Regions from separate parts of the Zea mays genome. Here region 2 is linked to region 1. The links are chromatin contacts, called in public Hi-C maps. All regions are on one chromosome and are shown on one strand. Each heading gives the region's core, a stretch centred on a gene start, on an enhancer-like site or on the middle of the called end of the contact. The rest is flanking DNA. Distances are from core to core; before and after follow the strand shown.

The links. A called contact is a pair of places that touch in the nucleus more often than the background predicts.
Region 2: a Hi-C map of ear shows a contact between it and region 1, with 3 times the contacts expected there. The contact joins the promoter of LOC103635341 here to the enhancer-like site in region 1. A contact is called at or near these places in 3 of 25 Hi-C or Micro-C datasets (ear, leaf and tassel).

What each region holds. Positions count from the first base shown.
Region 1 is chr8:72,282,469-72,285,241 of Zm-B73-REFERENCE-NAM-5.0, forward strand. It overlaps LOC100284362 (aspartic proteinase oryzasin-1), which reads left to right. Exons shown (of 13, transcript NM_001157257.1): 10 at 1-105; 11 at 189-308; 12 at 417-505; 13 at 592-939. The coding sequence ends at 676. Among protein-coding and RNA genes, the nearest start is that of LOC109941436, 4.2 kb to the left of the region's middle. Within about 2 kb of position 1,298, at least 8 of the 20 cell types and tissues checked have an H3K27ac peak or open chromatin away from gene starts, as enhancers often do. A contact at or near this core is called in ear and leaf, where this site is marked.
Region 2 is chr8:72,348,135-72,350,834 of Zm-B73-REFERENCE-NAM-5.0, forward strand. It overlaps LOC103635341 (WRKY transcription factor 42), which reads left to right and starts at 1,312. Exons shown (of 6, transcript XM_023300848.1): 1 at 1,312-1,926; 2 at 2,037-2,144. The coding sequence starts at 1,426.

The DNA.
Region 1 (2,773 bases), core at 48-2,547:
AAGAGTGATCCAATGTGCAATGCCTGTGAGATGGCTGTGGTATGGATGCAGAACCAACTGGCCCAGAACAAGACACAGGAGCTCATCCTGACCTACATTAATCAGGTGAGCTTAACCGACTTTTGAGCACGGGCCATGTTTCTGTACCACTTAGTACTCTACTGTGCTTAACCGTTCCTTTACGACAGCTTTGTGAGCGTCTTCCTTCTCCCATGGGAGAATCAGCCGTGGACTGTGCCAGTCTTGGGTCCATGCCCGACATTGCGTTCACCATTGGAGGCAAGAAGTTCAAGCTGAAACCGGAGCAGGTCGTGACCCCTTCTCCATCATCACACTCTCGGCCCTCAACCAACCCCCATTTGCCATCCTGTTGCATGCAGTAGCTGAACCTGACTCTTTTCTCTTCGGTTACGCAGTACATTCTGAAGGTCGGTGAAGGACAAGCTGCCCAGTGCATCAGTGGATTCACAGCTATGGACATCCCACCACCTCGTGGCCCCCTCTGGTAAAACTATGCACCGCGAAGCCTCTGGTCCTGACTAGTACGGTTCTTAATCTTTGCGCGTAACGTTTGTCTACTTGCAATTCCAGGATCCTGGGCGATGTTTTCATGGGAGTCTACCACACCGTCTTCGATTACGGCAAGCTGAGGGTTGGCTTCGCGGAGTCGGCCTAAGGAACGTATGGTTTGGCGCCTCCTCCAGAGGAGGCAAAACGCATGCGCCGAGAGAAAAGCTTCGCTTGTTTTTAACTTGTGTATTTATGCGGCCGGCGGTGTGTGTATATATGCTACATGTTTAGTGATGCTTTCCGAGACCTGAGACAATGCCCGTCTGTTTTAACCTGGCACAAGGAAATTTCTCGATGTGTTTGCCAAGCCAATCTTGTACCCAATTGTCACCGTGCATCCTGGCAACGTGTACTCAAAGTATTTTTCCTTGTGTTATGCGTGAGATCTGGCTGATCTTCCTCTAGTCCATATCGACGGGAAGGTGTCGGCTCTTCGCCATCTAGATTCACGTCAGGTCTCCGTTTCGGCCTGATCCGGCCGTTCCAGGAGTCTTTTCGGCTGGAAAAAATATTCAGTTTGGAATCCACTCCTTTTTGGCTGGAAAAAATATTCAGTTTGGAATTCGCTTTGAGCTGTTCGTTTCAACTCGAAATAAAAATGAAAATGGTCCGGTTTAAAGTTTTCCCTTCCTCCATAGCCTAGTAAAATCTGGGTTCCTTATCATCTGAGTGGTCCACCGTTTCCAGCCTGGAAGCCTTCCAAGGCAACCGAACAGAGCCAGTAGTTTTCTATTTAAGGCAACCGAACAGGGCCAGTAGTTTTCTATTTATGTATTCACGTGAGTAGTTTTCTGGTCTGTAGGGTATAGTTTCCGTGGTATGTTTGTCATATTTTTCTGCCCTGTTTTTGACAGTTAGCTTTAGCTTTATATTGGCGGCATGACTATAGAGCAAGGCTGAATTCTTCTTGCTCATCTAAAACTTTCAAAAAGTAACGTAGATATGAAGTTTAAATATATTTACTTGTCGCTGTCAGTCTGCCACTGGTTATGAAAAAACTAGTCGGTTACCCGTGCGTTGCGACGGCTCATAACAATACTCACTTAAACTATCCACAAAAAAGATTTCAATATTTTTTATTGGTTGTTTTCACTTTTCGCATAATATTTTTTATGAACGCATGGGTATCATAGGCAGCAAATCAGAGACTCACATCCCTCGCCTCCCCCACTTCCAAGATTTCATAGAGCAGAAGGGGAAGGGAAGAGGCGGGCATACCTGTACGTTGTCGGAGAAAGACACGATGAAGACATGGGTATCTAGAGGCAACATAGGTAATATACCGCTAGATATATAGTGAGAGAGCACGCAATCGGAGAAAGAAGCCTAGCCGGAGCAGCTCCAAACTAAGAGGCACCCGCACCAGACGTCAGTCCGAAAAAGGCGAGAGAATGAGAGTGTCTTCCCAGTTCTGGACCCGCCGAAGCGACACAACACTACCACGAAACTCCGTAGCATATGCCAATTGCTGCTACGCTAGGGCCTTAGTTGTCCAATATCTCAGACCTGGACTCCTCATCGCTAAGATAACCTAAGCGTGGCAAAAGCCACCATGTCCTCCTCGACGACACATATGGAGAAAGGCCAGGAGCATGATCGACACGTCGACGAGCGTCGGTCGGCTCGCGGTTGCGACCGTGGGCGGGGGCAGCAGGTTGGGGAGGAAGAATAGGGCGAAGGCCAGGAAGATGAATGGGACGTCCGACGACGACGAAAACGATGGTGCACACATGATGTGAAACGTCCTTGAGGACGTGCAATAGCCACTGCACGAGTCGGTGTCGGGGCTGGTGTCGGACAAATACGGGGAGAAGGCGCCTCCTCCTACGCCCTCTGTCGAGAATGGGGTGGTGCGGAGGTGGAGGCATGAGGAGAGAGAGAAAAAAGAAGTAGAATGACGAACGAGGTGGTGACAACTGAGGCAATGACCATCATTATCGTGCAGAGGTATAGATGGCCAAAAGGGTCGTGTCTGGCGAGCCGACTCGAGGCACGACCCATTTAATAGTGACTGGGCCAACCTAGCACGAGCGTCGTGTGGTGCTTGGGCCGTAGCCTCGGCACGTAGTGTTGGCCCGGCCTGACATTATTTTTTTATTTTACAAAAAAATCATATATACATATGTACAATTTATATTCAATATTATAAATGAAAGTCGCCTAGAGGGGGTGAATAGGGCGAATCTGAAATTTACAAACTTAA
Region 2 (2,700 bases), core at 62-2,561, 66 kb after region 1:
CGTAATCTCACACATCTTCCAGGTTTGTGGACTCAAGTGGTCTTATGACAATCACCAGCTTGCATCCGGAGGCAATGAGAAAGGAGTAAGATGCATGTTGATATGTTTCTTTTAGTTTGAAATGCACTATTATTAGGACTCTACATTGTTGTTTTCCGATACTAATGGTTGCCCCTTTTCTAGATTTTTGATTGGAATCCACATTCAGTACAACCAGTACTAAAGTATACGAGCACACAACAGCTGTCAAAGCTATTGCCATTTGTAAAAAAATGTTGGGCATTTTTTCTGTATCTTACATAATATGACCTTTTTCCTTCACAGGTCTAGCGAAGATGATTTTTAGTTAGGAAACAAAGGATGCTCTGGTTTTGTGTGTTCATGCAGTGGATGCTTATTTGTTTGCTCCTAAGCTTTGTCCTGTATGATGGATCTTCGTGCTTTTGTATTCATAGTGACATTGCAAGGGATATATGTTGAGCTTCTTCTAGCTTAGCCTATATGATTATGCTTGTCTTATGAAACTAGACCATCATGTTCGTGCTAGTATACTTTGTGTCTTCACTGATAGTATCAAGAACCTAAATTAATGTGTTATATATCTTGCTTTTGATGTAACATATGGATGGCTAAATTGATGTAATGTTCCTATGTAAACGAAGAGATATACTGTTGCTTTAGTGTTTATGTATATATGCACTTCCAACGATGGTTTTCCTGCATTTCATATTGCTTGTGGCCTAATTACTATAGCAAACCAAGAATTTGATATGCCTGAATATAGACGTGATCATAATAGGATGCACGATCATTATCATCACCAGCAATAGTGTACGACAACTATTGTCTCTTCACTGGGTGATATAAAATTAGTGTCACAAATTTTGTATATCATAGTGATGTTTATCGTTCTGTATATATATTTTATACTAATTTTTAACTTCCATGATAACGTACAGGTACATACCTAGTATACATATGTCTATGCACCCACAAGATAGTGGCGCCATATCAAATTTGCTTTAGCTTCGTCACTATCTAGAGCTTTTGGCTAAGATCGCGAGTATTAAACTAATAAAAGTTTAAAATATGAGATAAGAAGAGTAAGGATGCTGGAGACAGCTAGAAGCCAGCCGAACGGCTCTAACAGACATGACCAACAACCGCCCGCAACATCGCCATGCCACATACCAGTCTGCGATCGAGAGAGGGCGCCGGGCGCTGACCATTTCATTTCGCCCGCCGGTTCGCGCGGCGCCCCAGCAGCTTCCCAGTCTACCACACCTCCTTTTGCCCCTCCCTACCAGAGTCCCAGTCCCATCCCATGACCCATGGGCATGGACTGACCTCGCGCGACTGGGGCCGAGGTGACCGCGCGCATCAGCTCAGCATCAGCTCCCAGCCGCTGACTTGACGCGCGACTGCATGCATCTCATCGCCCTCCTCGTCCTATCGTCTCTCCCCTCCGGTCCGGCTCCGGCGTCCGCCCTGCCCCCTGGTCAATGCTCACCAACACTAGTGCGGCCTATAAAGGTGGACTCAGATCGTCGAGCCCAGGGCCAGGCCTCGCCTCGCCACGCACTTGTTTCCCCCCGCCCTGCCCTCCCCGGACGGCCGGACCTCTCCTCCGATCTCCCTCCGCGCGCCCGCCGTCGCCGTCACGTCATCATGGACTCCTCCTACCTGGGAAAGCGCAAGCTGGACGGCGGCGAGAGGGAGCCGCCCGCGGCTGCGTTCCTCCCGGCCGTCGCGCTCGGGTACGAGTACGAGTACGGCGACGCGGAGGCGGTGGACCACCGGCCCTGTCGCGCGGCGGCGGGCGAGATGGACTTCTTCAAGAAGGAGGAGAAGAGGGAGAGGAAGGCTGCCGCCGCCCTGGTGCCGTCGGACGACCTTGGCATCAAGGAAGATGAAGTCACAATCAACGTACGTAACCAACCCGCTTTGCCCGTCCATCCCCCAACTAGTTTGTCGGATCGGCGGTTCCCTACTTCTTTCCCTGACGCGCGCGCTCGCCGTCGCGGCTCGGTTTCCAGATGGGTCTGCACCACGTCGACAGGAGGAAGAGCAGTAGCGAGGAGTCCATCGTCATCGACGACGGCGTATCCTCCAACGATGTCGATCACAGGGAGGCCAAAGCTGAGGTGAGGGAAAAATGAATCAAAACTAAATCACCAACGCAACGAGACGAGACGTCACCCGTCCATTTGTCTAGTTGATTCGCTGGTTGGTTGTCCTTGACTCGATTTGCGATCAGATGCGCCAATAACTCTGCATGCAAATTTAAGGGTGTTTGAATGCACTAGAATACTAGAGGTAATAATTAGTTAGCTAAAACTTGGTAGTAGAACTAATGGATGTTTGTTTGAGATTATAATATTTCCATATTACAAAATTTTTTGGATTATATAATCTGGGTAGATTATAATCTCAAACAAACATCCCCTTAGCTAGTCATGGGTGAAAACGATCGGAAACAATAGATAAACACTAAAACTATTTTTCGTTTTCATATTTTTCCTCGACACTAGATCTAAAACGATAACTCCAGAAACGAAAAGAACATCGGTAATTCAGAAACATCGGAAAGGAAAACTGCAGTACAAAAATTACATCGGTTACGATCAGAATCTAAAATACGATCGGTAAAAATTGTAACATGTGCTCTCAATTAACTTAAAAAATTCACGCAAGTCATAC